Regions from separate parts of the Mus musculus genome. Here regions 1 and 2 are each linked to region 3. The links are chromatin contacts, called in public HiChIP or PLAC-seq maps. All regions are on one chromosome and are shown on one strand. Each heading gives the region's core, a stretch centred on a gene start, on an enhancer-like site or on the middle of the called end of the contact. The rest is flanking DNA. Distances are from core to core; before and after follow the strand shown. Region 1 overlaps Sh3bgrl2 (SH3 domain binding glutamic acid-rich protein like 2). Region 2 holds the start of Sh3bgrl2 (SH3 domain binding glutamic acid-rich protein like 2). Region 3 overlaps Lca5 (Leber congenital amaurosis 5 (human)).

What was found. HiChIP or PLAC-seq counts read pairs in DNA pulled down with a chosen protein or histone mark.
Region 1: an H3K4me3 HiChIP or PLAC-seq map of bone marrow-derived macrophages shows a contact between it and region 3, with 5 times the contacts expected there. The contact joins two enhancer-like sites. A contact is called at or near these places in 1 of 39 promoter capture datasets (maxillary cranial neural crest), 9 of 484 Hi-C or Micro-C datasets (the AML12 cell line, Sertoli cells, Th1 cells and 5 more), 7 of 115 datasets of contacts at active chromatin or transcription factors (bone marrow-derived macrophages, embryonic stem cells, large pre-B cells and 1 more) and 3 of 9 other capture datasets (adipose tissue, embryonic stem cells and liver).
Region 2: an H3K4me3 HiChIP or PLAC-seq map of bone marrow-derived macrophages shows a contact between it and region 3, with 2.7 times the contacts expected there. The contact joins the promoter of Sh3bgrl2 here to the enhancer-like site in region 3. A contact is called at or near these places in 3 of 39 promoter capture datasets (the C10 cell line, embryonic stem cells and liver), 1 of 484 Hi-C or Micro-C datasets (the C10 cell line), 5 of 115 datasets of contacts at active chromatin or transcription factors (bone marrow-derived macrophages and embryonic stem cells) and 2 of 9 other capture datasets (adipose tissue and liver).

The regions. Positions count from the first base shown.
Region 1 is chr9:83,574,391-83,578,318 of GRCm38.p6, forward strand. It overlaps Sh3bgrl2 (SH3 domain binding glutamic acid-rich protein like 2), which reads left to right. Exons shown (of 4, transcript NM_172507.5): 2 at 3,046-3,231. Among named protein-coding and RNA genes, the nearest start is that of Gm39384, 3.2 kb to the left of the region's middle. Within about 2 kb of position 2,466, at least 57 of the 459 cell types and tissues checked have an H3K27ac peak or open chromatin away from gene starts, as enhancers often do. A contact at or near this core is called in bone marrow-derived macrophages, where this site is marked.
Region 2 is chr9:83,546,190-83,550,160 of GRCm38.p6, forward strand. It overlaps Sh3bgrl2 (SH3 domain binding glutamic acid-rich protein like 2), which reads left to right and starts at 2,149. Exons shown (of 4, transcript NM_172507.5): 1 at 2,149-2,314. The coding sequence starts at 2,270.
Region 3 is chr9:83,398,206-83,402,385 of GRCm38.p6, forward strand. It overlaps Lca5 (Leber congenital amaurosis 5 (human)), which reads right to left. Exons shown (of 8, transcript NM_027448.2): 4 at 3,407-3,544; 5 at 2,398-2,491; 6 at 1,421-1,563; 7 at 307-436. Among named protein-coding and RNA genes, the nearest start is that of Gm2087, 31 kb to the right of the region's middle. Within about 2 kb of position 2,771, at least 17 of the 459 cell types and tissues checked have an H3K27ac peak or open chromatin away from gene starts, as enhancers often do. A contact at or near this core is called in bone marrow-derived macrophages, where this site is marked.

The DNA.
Region 1 (3,928 bases), core at 1,216-3,715, 180 kb after region 3:
CTTTTCTAAAAAAGGAAGAGAAAAGAGCCAGGTCTACAGGTTTTAAACCTATTGGTCAGTCTTGTAGATCTTTCCAGGATGGTGTTAACAGTTCACAACAGGGATGCCTCTGCCTCCGCGTCACGTCTGCTTTGTTCTTAAGCTGGACTAACTAACACTCTCCTTGAAGCCCAGACCTGGCTGTGCTCCTTTATAAAATACAAATCATCTCTGCGCTGGGTAGTTTCATTTCAACTTGACATAAACTAGAGTCATCTGAATTAGTGATTCATTAGTGATTGATGGGAAAGAGCCCAGTCCATTGTAGGTGGGGCCATCCCTGGGCTGGTGGTCCTGGGTTCTATAGGGAAGCATGGTGAACAAGCCAGTAAACAGCTCCCCTCCATGGCCTCTTCATCAGCCCTTGCCTTCAGGTTCCTGTCCTGACTGAGTTCCTCTCCTACTGCATTTGCTGAGAGTGTTTTATAGAACTGTGAGTGAAACACACCCTTTTGCCCCAAGTCCATCAGTCATCTCTGTTTGGGACCTATCCCTTCATCTCTGAGCATTGTCAGTGTTAATGTCTTTAAGTTTTAGTGGTTTGGGTCATTTCACGCAGCTTTGAGGTCCTGGCCATAGGAGGAGGGTGTTAAAAGCTGGACACTCTTGAGGCACTGCTTATAGTCCTGTGGATGGCTACAGCCTTGGTAAAAGCAGATTAGCACGGGTCCATCAGGAGCCTGAAAGCTATCTGTGCAGTTTGACAGTTGAATGCTACTCATCGTGCCTGTTGTGGTAGCACATGCCAGTTAGATGTGCCAAAAGGGCAGAGGCAGGGGGCTCATGAGTCTCACTTGTAGGCTTTTACCTGGAGTAGTATTGGGACATGCACTGGGAGCCTTTATAAAGATGCTGCTGTGTGTGGACTGTTTGTGTCCCCTCCAATGTATGTGTTTAAATCTGGTGTCTGATATGATGGAATCAGGAGGAAGCTGTTGAGAGGTGAGGAATGAGATTAGTGTCCCTAAGGATAAGGCCCCAGGGACCTGACTTGTTTCTTCCTCCAAGTGGGGTCATACAGAAGGGCTCCTTCCATCCGTGACCCAGGAAATGGTCAGATTTTGATCCTGGGCTAACATTTTGATCCTGGGCTTCTCAGCTTCCAGAATGAGCAGAAACAGACTTCCCTGTTTCATAGGTCACCCGGTCTGTGGTGTTTCATTACAGCCACCACTACAGACTGAGACAAGATTTCATCATTCATCATGTGGTACTTTTCCAGTAGCAAAGGTTACAAATACACCAACAAGATAATGCTCCTAAATATATTACATGTACGAAATATAAAATGTGCCTCTCGTAACACACAGTATTCTCCAGCCAAGGTGCTTCAGGCAGCATTGGTCAGCCATGAGTGTTGTGATGAGAGCATTCTGTTCAGAACCTAGGATGCAGGGACGTCATGCCATACCTCATGGATGAATGCTGCCACCCCAGGCTCATTATATGTTGAGTTGGAATTAGTATTTGACCTGTTGTGAGTTCAAAACCTGTTACTGTTTTTTGCCACCCCTACCCCCTGACAGTTATGGGACCCATATGAGGGTCAGGGCAGTCTTAAGAAGCTGAGCTCCATTCCCACTCCTCTGGATTCTGACACGTGCTGCCTGGGTTAGCAGGACTGTAGGCCACTGCTTTATGATCTCAGAATTTGGGGCTTTTTACATTCAGGAAGTGGATCATGAAAGCCCTGCCCAGAAGTGTGCATGGTCCCTCAGGGCAGAGGGAGGATGACAAAAGGAGGGTATAAGGCAGGAGAGTGGCACTGAGTGTTTTAACAGCACACCAGCCGTCAGACCTCGATCAAACACTGGGGAATCACTCTTGACCTTGGCTTTCTTAACTGTAAGACAGAAGCAGTAAAATCACTTTCTTAGTTTTCACGCTGAGTGAGTAATTGTTTTTGCCCTCAGGTTAAAGTTTCAAAACAATAAAAGCACATTTCTGAAATTATGCATCCCATGTGAGGGAAAACAGTCTCTTTTTTTAAAAATGAAAGATGGCTTCATTTATAACACCACACAGGAAGCTCAGCTTCATGTATGTGGGCTTATCAATGTGCTATTTGGCAGCACTTTATCTGCGTCTGGAGAACTGCCCCGTCCTGTTAGTCATTCTCAGACCCGCTGATCAGAGCCATTTTATTATAGCATATTACAGATTTCCAACCTCAGAGTCACATACTGCTGGTGATCTCTAAGGGGACCTATGGATGGAGGTAGAGGAAATCTGTGTGAGAGTTTGTTCTTCAGGCTTTGGGCTGTCTGTTCATTCCTTACATTTTTTTTTTAAATTGCTGCTTCTTTGGTCACTTAGAAAAGGCAGCCATGTTTTATGTTTAATCTGCTTAAGACATGTTTAACACAGTGAATACTGGCTTCATCCGAGGACATGCTGATGCAGCCGAAGCTGCTGAGGAGCGCAGCTGACCCCTAGTGACTGGAGAGGGAACCTTGGAGAATCAGAGGAGGAATAAAAAGGGTTAAGACAGAGTTGGCTGAAAGATGCTTTGTGGCTTAGTCTCACCCTCACAGAAGTGAGGAGGGAGTCATGTTTCCTCTTGTGAATTGATAAAAGAATTATTTCCTGGTCATGATTGTAGCTGTGGAAAACCCAAGAGGAATAGCAGGGTTGCTGCTCTTCCTTGGTCACCGAAGTGTCCATCTCAGATGGGATATGCATGGCTTACAAATGATCCTACAAATGGTCCTAAGCTGTGGGGGCTTACCTGATTGTAAATATCAGCTTTCAGAAGGATGGGGAGGTGGAGAGTGGCCCATCCCATCTCACCTGTCCCCTCATCCTCTGTCCTTGCGGGCATCAGGGTTGAGCCTCAGCCTCTTGGGTTGTCTAGGTGTGGGAGTCACTGCATTAGAGCTGGTTCTGTCCTGGCCTAGACAATGAGAGCAGTGTGCATATCCCCTCGGACCACAGGGAATCTAGAACAGGCTAATCTGCAAATGTGTGCACCAGGTAAGCATCTCTCTTTGTTTATCTTCTCTCTAGATCAAGAAGAAGCAGCAGGATGTGGTTCGGTTTCTGGAAGCCAACAAGATAGAGTTCGAGGAAGTGGACATCACCATGTCGGAAGAACAGAGGCAGTGGATGTACAAAAACATTCCCCCTGAGAAGAAGCCTGCGCAGGGCAACCCTCTGCCACCTCAGATATTTAATGGGGATCGATACTGTGGAGTAAGTGGCCGCACCATTCCCATACCACACTCTTTCCCTCTGTTGCCCATAACGCTGTGGGTGTGTAACCCAGGGTACATTTGGATCCTTTACAGTAAAGGCAGTGCCTTCATGCAGCACTTTTCAGGGCCGTAGGCCTAGCAGAGAGTGGAGCTCAGAGCAGCTGCAAATTCAGCAGCACAGACGGGGGCCGTTAGAGAATTGTGTGGTATGTAATGGAGTTCGAGGGTGCCTGTCAGTCTTCCATCCTGTCCCTCTCTCTGCTTTGGAAGGGAAGAGGGGAGCACGCGCTTATTGTGTTCTGACTTTTTAAGCATGTTTCTTCATTAAAACGTCTGAGGGCCAGACTGGAGAGGTAATTATTCTTGAATCATTATTCCCCACTGATAGCTGATTAGAAAACAGAATTCATATTTAGAAAGAAAAAAAAGATTATCAGCAAGGGATTGCTGTGAATATCTAAAATCTGTTTTGGTGCCTTCCTGCTGGGTGGTATATGAGAAAGCGAAGTCAGTTTGTCTAGTTATCCACCTCGCTTATTTCTTAGGTTAAGAAACAAAATCTTCCTGCTGAGTCGGTTGGGATTTAACTTTTACCACAGCTTTAAATGCCACACACGTGTTTATTTTGGGACCGCGGTCCTTTTAAAGAGCACCAGTGCAGAGAACCACAGATGCTGTAAGTGGCTGGGTTGTCA
Region 2 (3,971 bases), core at 899-3,398, 150 kb after region 3:
TACTACTCTGCTTAATTACTTTCTTGTGTGATCTCCTTGTTTACTACTTCGATCCATTACTTTTGTCTTGGATATACCTAGAATGATCTGTGTGTGTGTGTGTGTGTGTGCATATATATATATGCAGGCTGGAGAGAAATAACGCTGCTTCAGCCTCCGTACAGGCAGGAGTCAGGTTATAATTTTGTCTAACTGTTTTTCTTCTTTTTAAATCCTCATTCCCTCGCTTGAGACCCTGTTGACTGATTGAGCTGGCTTGGTCACCAGGTGATTCGTCACAACAACAGGAAGATGACTAACACAGTTCCTCAGAGCCGTGTGTTCTATGTCACAGCTCCGTGCTGCCTGACTTCCCCAGTTGCAATTCCAATTTGCTGACTGAGGAAATGACTTAGTCAATTTCTTTTATCCATTTTCCTCAGAGCGCTTCTGAGTTCTACTGTTAAGCTGTTTATCTCCATTGCTACATTAATTCTATACTTTGGGGGGGAGGGAATGGTTCCTTTTGTAAAGACCCATATTTATACAGGAAATAATGTATCTACTTCTGTGAAAATTATTTCACATTTTATATGCCTTCATTTCCATGTTTGTGATAGCAAAAGCTAAAGAACAATTGCAGAGTGTTATAGCTACAGCAGAACTTATATTTAAGTTTTTAACATTAAAAAGAAATAAAGACCCACCAGGATTATATATTCTTACTCTACTAAGTTTAAAGAGGCCTATGACAAAAGTGGATTAAGATAAGCAATGAAGGGGCCACTGAGATGGCTCAGTGGGTAAAGACACTTGCTGCTAATCCTGACCCACACGGTAGAAGGAGAAAGTTGTCCCATGACCTCCACAAGTATGCTGTGCTAAATGGATCTACACAAACAAAAATATACATACATACATACATGCATACATACAAATAAAACTATTTAAGACATAAGCCACAGGAAAGGTTGGCAACTTGAAATATTAGTAAGTCTAAAAACCAAAGTCCTTCAAGCAACCATTTGTGCCAGAAACTTGCAAACGTGGGAGACTTCATCACACAATTTTCTTCTCTCTAGAATTAATTAGCAGCATTCCCTGAACGCTGCTAAAGTCCCTTGGTGAAATGAAGAAAGTAAATACAGTAGTGTGAGGGAAACTGGTTCACTTCCACAAAACTAGGAGTGGCTTGAGCCTTAGCCAAGCCAATACAACCTGCTAAAGCACTACTCGGAACCTATTAGCCACTTCATGAAAGCTTTCTCTTTAATGGTATCCTCCTGGGATACCGCGTTGGAATGCACAGCGATTTCGAAAAAGACACAGATTTGGCTCAACTGTAAATATCAGTAGGTGCACAGAGGCAAAGGCATTGTGCGGGGTAGGGGGTGGGGAGGGAGGGTTCTGATTCCCAATGTTGATAGGGGGATTTTCATTTCTATCAGTACTTATTCTTTTCTACTACAATTACAGTTTTGCAAAGAAAAATAAAATATCGGTCTTGTTCTCATTTGGCTTTCCAGTTTTCAGTGTCTTTAGAATAAAGTGAAAGCCTGTTTCATTTACCAAAGAGATTCCCTTTGCAAACTAGGCGTGGTGATGTATGCTTGTAATACCTGCTAGGGAGGGTGAAGTTGAGTTCCAGGCCAGCCTGGGCTACATAATAAAACCGCCTCCAGGAAAAATAACAACACTCCTCTTCAACAGTTTTTCAGGGTTGCAGGAGAAACAAAACACCAAAAGCTCAACCCACTGCCATGCCTGTCCAAGCCCGTGAACTGCCAAGGTCTCTGGGGCGAGCCTTTGCGTGTCTCTAAAACAGTGGGTCGCCTCAGCTCCATGGCTGTTTCTGATAGAGGATGCTCCACCCGTCTCCACCGCAAACAAAACCCAAGCTTGGACTATCCTCCACCCAACCCTTTGTCTTGTTTGCTGTGTTCTTGTAAACTGGCTTCCCGCCAATTAGCTTGTCCCGCTTCCGGGTCCTTCCTAAACCACCTGCGTGTACGATTAATTCCCGTGAAGCAGGCGCCGGACAGAAGGAGCGCAGTGCCTGGTCACTCTGGGCGCCAAGGAAACTACAACTCCCGTCAGCCCCCGCGGCCGCCTGGCCCCACCCGCCTCTCGCTCAGCCCGCGGCGGAGGCGCTGGGCTTTCATCCGCGGAGCGGCGGGAGCCAGACGCGTCGCTGCGGTCTTCTCCGACGGTCGCACGGGAGTCGGCAGCTACCTCAGTCGCGTTAAACTTCTGTGACCGAGTCAGCGGCGATCCCTGACGCAGCGAGAGGATGGTGGTCCGCGTCTTCGTCGCCTCATGCTCAGGCTTCGTGGCGGTGAGCCGAGCGGGCGGGATCGCGGGAGACGCGCAGCGCGTGCGCCCGTAGGAGACGCGCGGGCAGGTGACCGCCGGGCTCGGACCCGGTGGACACGCAGGGGTCACACACCCCGCACTGGCAACTGGCGAGGGGACCCAAGGGAGCCAGTCCCCTGCCGCAGCTGTCGGCTCCAGGGGCCCTTTGCTGAGTTTAGAGGTTCCGGACTTGGGACACCCCGTCGGCTTATGTTTCCTATGGCAGTTTAGACTACTTTGATTTGCTGACCTGGCGTCTGGAGGAAACCCATTTTAAAAAATTGCTCTACATCCTCTCGTCCCCAGCAAGTCCTTTTTAGTTTTACACCTGAGCAAACCACACTTGTCCTGTTAGGTCGCAGTTAATTTATTTTCTTTGTTGTTTTTTAGCCTAGGGTGTTACAAATACTTTTACATATGGTCCTTCCCTTGTTCCTCCAGTGCTGTGGTAAATTTCATTTTAAGAATAAATTGTGTTTTCTATTTTTAGCTACTCTGTTTGTCGAGTGTTGACTTCTTTTAGGAATATTGTTCTTTAGAAGAAGTTAAATAACTAGAAATAGTGCACATGTATACTAAGACACATGTAATGCGCCTGTAGTGTGTCAGTTATGTTTCATGTGATTGCTAAGACTTGATTTCCTTAGCCAAGAGTTAAACTACATCTCCAAAAATCTACTTTGTCAGTTACTTAATCAGATATAGAAAAAAGTACAAGAATGATTGGTTTAAAGTTTAGGCTGGCTGGTTGCCTGCTCAGTAGGCAGACTGTCTTAGAATTTAAGTGGGTGGGGTAGAAGGCGGAATAAAATACTACTTGGAAAATCCCCGTAAACTACTGAAGCTCTTAACCCAATCTTTTTTGATACAAGGACACAATAGCTGGGAAAATGCTGGCCTACCTGTATGTGCAGGCATGTCCTGGTTCTCAAAAATCCTCCCTTTTTGTTATTGCTTAGTCATAGGTGCCTTTAAAAGATTTTTCCCTGTTAAAGCTGAGCCTCATGAAATGTACTATCTCCTAGATAGATTTATTGAAATGAATTCCTTACTATAGAGCTTTTGGTCTTTACCATGAACTTACCAGCTTCGGTAATTATTTCAAAAGGAGCTTACTGATTTCAGAAGCAGCAAGCTCCAATGTTGATCTTCAGTTGTGTTGGGAAAGTCACAGGTAAATTACCTGTCTTCTCCATCATGTATCCAGACTTGCATCCTGTAACCAATTTTATCAGTTCCATAAACACACATGTATTTAGTGCCTGCCTACTGTGTGACTTGAGTCTGGGCTTTAATGTTTTGTGCACGGACCTAAGTTGAGGAAACAAGTTCTTGTGTGCTGCCTAGTGTGGGGACCAGTGGTGCCCGAGCTCTGCCCTTCTCTCTCTCCTGTACCAGGAAGGCTTTTGAGGCCCTCACAATTGTGCTGTCCTTTTAAAATGCTTTCGTCAGTTGAGTAAATGTGGGTACAGCTCATACCAGTCTATTCCATTTGAACTGCAGACTGGTGAACTTCAAAGTGCAGTCTCTCCACTTTGGTTTTTTAACCGCGTCTCAGATCCCCATGGTCTGATGTGGTTGCATTTGGTTGGGAGCTTATGCTCAGTTCATAGGCACAGCACAGTCTGTAAACACTCATT
Region 3 (4,180 bases), core at 1,521-4,020:
CTTCTGTGTTTCAGCTAGCCCACGACTCAGTTCAAGGCCAATGCAACACAGGGTGCTCTTGGTTCTTTCTCAAGTTTTAGTCACCTCACGGGAGATTTCATCTAAACTCACTGGAGTTAAGTGAGTCATAATTCCCAAGCCCCGATAGTAACTTGTAGTCTTCGTTTCCTTTCTTTCCTGGCTCTATTCAGCTGTTCAGACTCCCTGTTTTTCTCCCTCAGCCACTGCGGCCTCAGCCTCTTCCTGTTCACTGCAGCCACCCGACAGCGACAGCCCCCCCCCCCCACTGTCCCCACAAACTCTCACCACTCTCAGGCTTCCTGGCCTCCTGCTTTGCAGAGCATGGGTCCTCATCTTCATCATACTTTCCTTCTTGTCCCAACACTGAACTTAGCATCTCTGATCCATGTTTGTTGAGATCCTGGTACTCCAGGTACTGTTGTTTTGCATCCAAAAATGCAAATTCACATGGAGAGGGTGGGGGGGGGGGGGAAACAGACTTTAAACTCAGTGGCTCATCCATGAAGCATGATCACCCAGTTACAAATCAAATTAAATCTTCACTTAATACATTAATGAATCACAAGTTCCATGTTTAGAACAAGTCTTAAAAAAAGAAACGATTATCTTTTAGTTTAGCCAAAATTTTAAAGAGAAAGCAAAGATATATTAGAACCAAACAATATAATAAAAATAAACCCCAAAATCTACATGAAACTGTCAAGAGGTAAGCTGTAAAGGTAGCTTGGGTTTGTCTATTTTTACAACTAAATATGTCTATCCAGCTAACTAGAAATGGCAATTACCCAGCTATGGTAGCCAACTACGATGACTGATAGTGAATTGTAGAACACAGGCGACTGACAGCCATACTGAATAAATCTTTTACATCTACATTTTGTCTAAAATCTCAAATTAATAATTAATTCTGTAGTATTTAACTCAAATAATGTTATAAACTGACTCACTAGCCCCCCCCCCCCAGCCCATCATGGTTAACCTTCATTGTCAGCTTAGAATCAGTTGTCTAGGAGATGCACATCTGAATGTATCCCTGAGGAACTTAACTGAGGAGGAAGGCCCATGTGGAATGTGTAGGGACCTACCCTAATGGCTGGGGACAAAAGAGAAAAAGAGGAGGCTGACTGAGTGGCCACACTCCTCTCTGCTTCCTGACTAGATGTCTCATGTCCCCCACCATAATGGAAGACATTCCCTCAAGTCAAAAGCCAGAATGAACCCCTCCTTCCGTGGGTTGTATCTTATGAGATGCTTGGTCACAGAAACAAGAAGGTGCCTAGCACACCTCCCCAGAGGACACAGGACCAGCGAGAGGTGGGGACGTCTGTCAGGAACTTCCGACCACATTGGTGCAAACAGCTTTCCTGGAGTTTGGCTCCAGTCATTGTGCTAAACTCACCGAAGAGAGATATTCTGGTTCATCCCATCTGTTTTCATAGCAGAGAACTGTCTGGGCTGTGAAAGGAAAGTCCTCCAGCTCAAAGTCTTCAGCGGTCTGTACTCCTTTTGTACACTGGTCTGTAAAGTCACTCTGGCAGGATACTACCAAGAAAACCATAGACAAGCTTTCTAATACCGTGGCTGTACATTCAATCGGCAACACTCATCCCAACGGGAGCACACATTTTGTTCGTGAAAGCTAGCAATTATGATTTGAGGGCAATTATACATACACAGATGCTAATAATCTTTCGCAAAGTTGATACTTTAAAAAATTCTGTAATTTACAGGAGATTTATACTTTTGTTTTAAAACAGGACAAGTGCACAATAATACAAACTATGAAGCAAAGTGAAGTGAATGCTATTTGGGATTTGTTCCAAAATACACTAGGAAGTAGAAAGGGGGAGTGAAATGGTTGCAGTAGAGAGTGCAACTGTGAGAGGTAGGTGCTTCATAAATAAGAAGGTTTTTAACCTTTTACTAAAACTCAGCTTATTTAAGGATAACATAAAAGCTGGGCATTGGCGTATTCAAGTTTTTCAAAGACTGCATAAACTCTATCTTTTTAATTTTACACATTCTAATTTTTTTTTAATTTAGGTATACAGGTTGTCTATGTGTTTGTGTGCCAGGTCTGTCTGGGTGCTCAAAGAGCCCAGAAGAGGGTGTTAGACCCCCTGGAGCTGGAGTTTCAGGTCACTGTGAGGCATCTAAGAGTGCTCTGCAAGAGCAGCCCTCTTAACCCCCCATGCCATCTCCCCAGTCCTGGTCCCCTCTTTAACAAAAACAAAAGTTGAAAGCAATGTGATTCCAAGAAAATCTGATCCATAACAAAAGATCAAATATATTCCAAGGACACTCCTTCCCTCCCCCCTTCACTTTAGAACCCATTAGTTAGTAACAGCTTCAGTTGCAGCAATAATCCTTCCATACCATGTTTCCTTTCGATTTCTTTCTCTTTCTTTGGAGAGGATTTGGGCAGGCGATTAGCATAGATGTTTTTTATATCCAATTCTTTCTCCTTTTCCTGAAAACAAACCCAATACAGGGAAGGAAGGTGAGCAGTTTGAAATTAAATATCCTCATTGTGTTGACGGGTGTCTTCTCCATCAGACTGAACTACCTCTAGGTCAGTCCTCCACTGTAACTATCTAACTGGAGAAAGAAAGATCTCCTGGGAGGAGGAACTGAAGGCGCAAATGGAGGGGGTAGCAGGGGCGGGGTTTGGGGAAGGAGGCAGGAGGCAAGGGGAAAAGAGGGAGAAGGGAGAAGGAAGAGGATGCAAATACCACAAGTTCTACTTCCTCACCCACAGAGTGACTAATGCCTAGCTGTCATCCAGGCTCAGCCACAGAGACAAGGGCAGAGCCTCTCTCACGCATGGATTTTGAGTTACTAATGACTTAAAAGTTGGATCAGACTTTTGAACCCAAGAGCTCCTTCACAATATGGGAATGATGCCTTTTTCTGAGAACTTGGTGCTCCAAGAGAAAACTATATAAGATAATGCATATTTCTGCAGAATTCTGAGCAAAATTTCAGTCCATCAATGACCTCTGTAAAATGCAATCGTGTTTAACACAATTAACTAATGTGAACTGTGTCGCCTTTAAACAAAAGGAACTTTAAAAGCAAGCCCTGCCCCGGTCCCGTGCAGAAGAATGCTAGATCATTCAAGAGTGTGCTGCGCATGCTCCTTCCCATGATCCTCTTCTGGAACTCTGCTATTCATTTCACTTACATTGCTCCTGTTGGCATATACAGTATTTTACTTCGTTATAGCAACTATATTAACAATGCTTTGCTTCTAAGTGACAGGTAATAGAATTTGGTAGATTATACAGTAGCAAGTATGAAGGGTGACCATTATTTTAAGTACGAGGTTTTCATGTGGTTTAGATGGCGTGAGAAATCATGCCGCCGTCGAAAAGAGCGTGGTTACCTTGAGCTTGTGATGGAGCCGCTGCAGCTCCTTTTGAAGAACTTTATTTTCATCGTAAGCCTCGAATGCTCTTTTCCTTTCAGCGAGCAGCTGCCGCTGGAAACTGTTCGTGCTCAGCTCCAGGTTCTTCGATAGCTCCTGTGTAACAACAGCAAAGCCAATAGGGAGACAGGGGACTCAGCAGGGTCAGACCACATCCAGGTAGCGCTGACAAGACTTTAAACCAGGCTAAGCTTAGTGTTCAGGAGCATAACACCAACCAGGAAACGGGCTCACGAACAGTAGGAAGATGCCTAGATTAGTGGTCCTTCCTTGCTTTTCCTGATGATGGGTAATCAGTCCTTACACACCTGCTTACAGCACACAGTCGCAAGAGCTCCCAGAATGCACTGCTGGGCAGTAAATACCAAGTTGGATGAGAGCAAACAGCACAGCTATGGAGCTGCACTGATCGCCCTCTCAGGAAACTAGCGGTCCCCATGGTCTCTGACACAGGCCTCATCATGGTTATGAAGAATTCAGATTAAAATATTTAATCTTCAAATAAGTTGTTATTTGCCTACCTTCTAGACGTAAAACCTCACATAAAAAAGGAAATAAAAGGCAGTTTCGGTCTCGCTATCATCAAGGCTGGCATCTCAGAGGTGCAGCGTGCTTTTTCCTCACCACCATAAAAAACCAAAGCCACAGACTTTAGTGCCACAGTCCTTTAGGATGGCATCACCTTCCATTTGGTAAATCAGCACACATTATTTAACCGGATTGTGTTGTCCC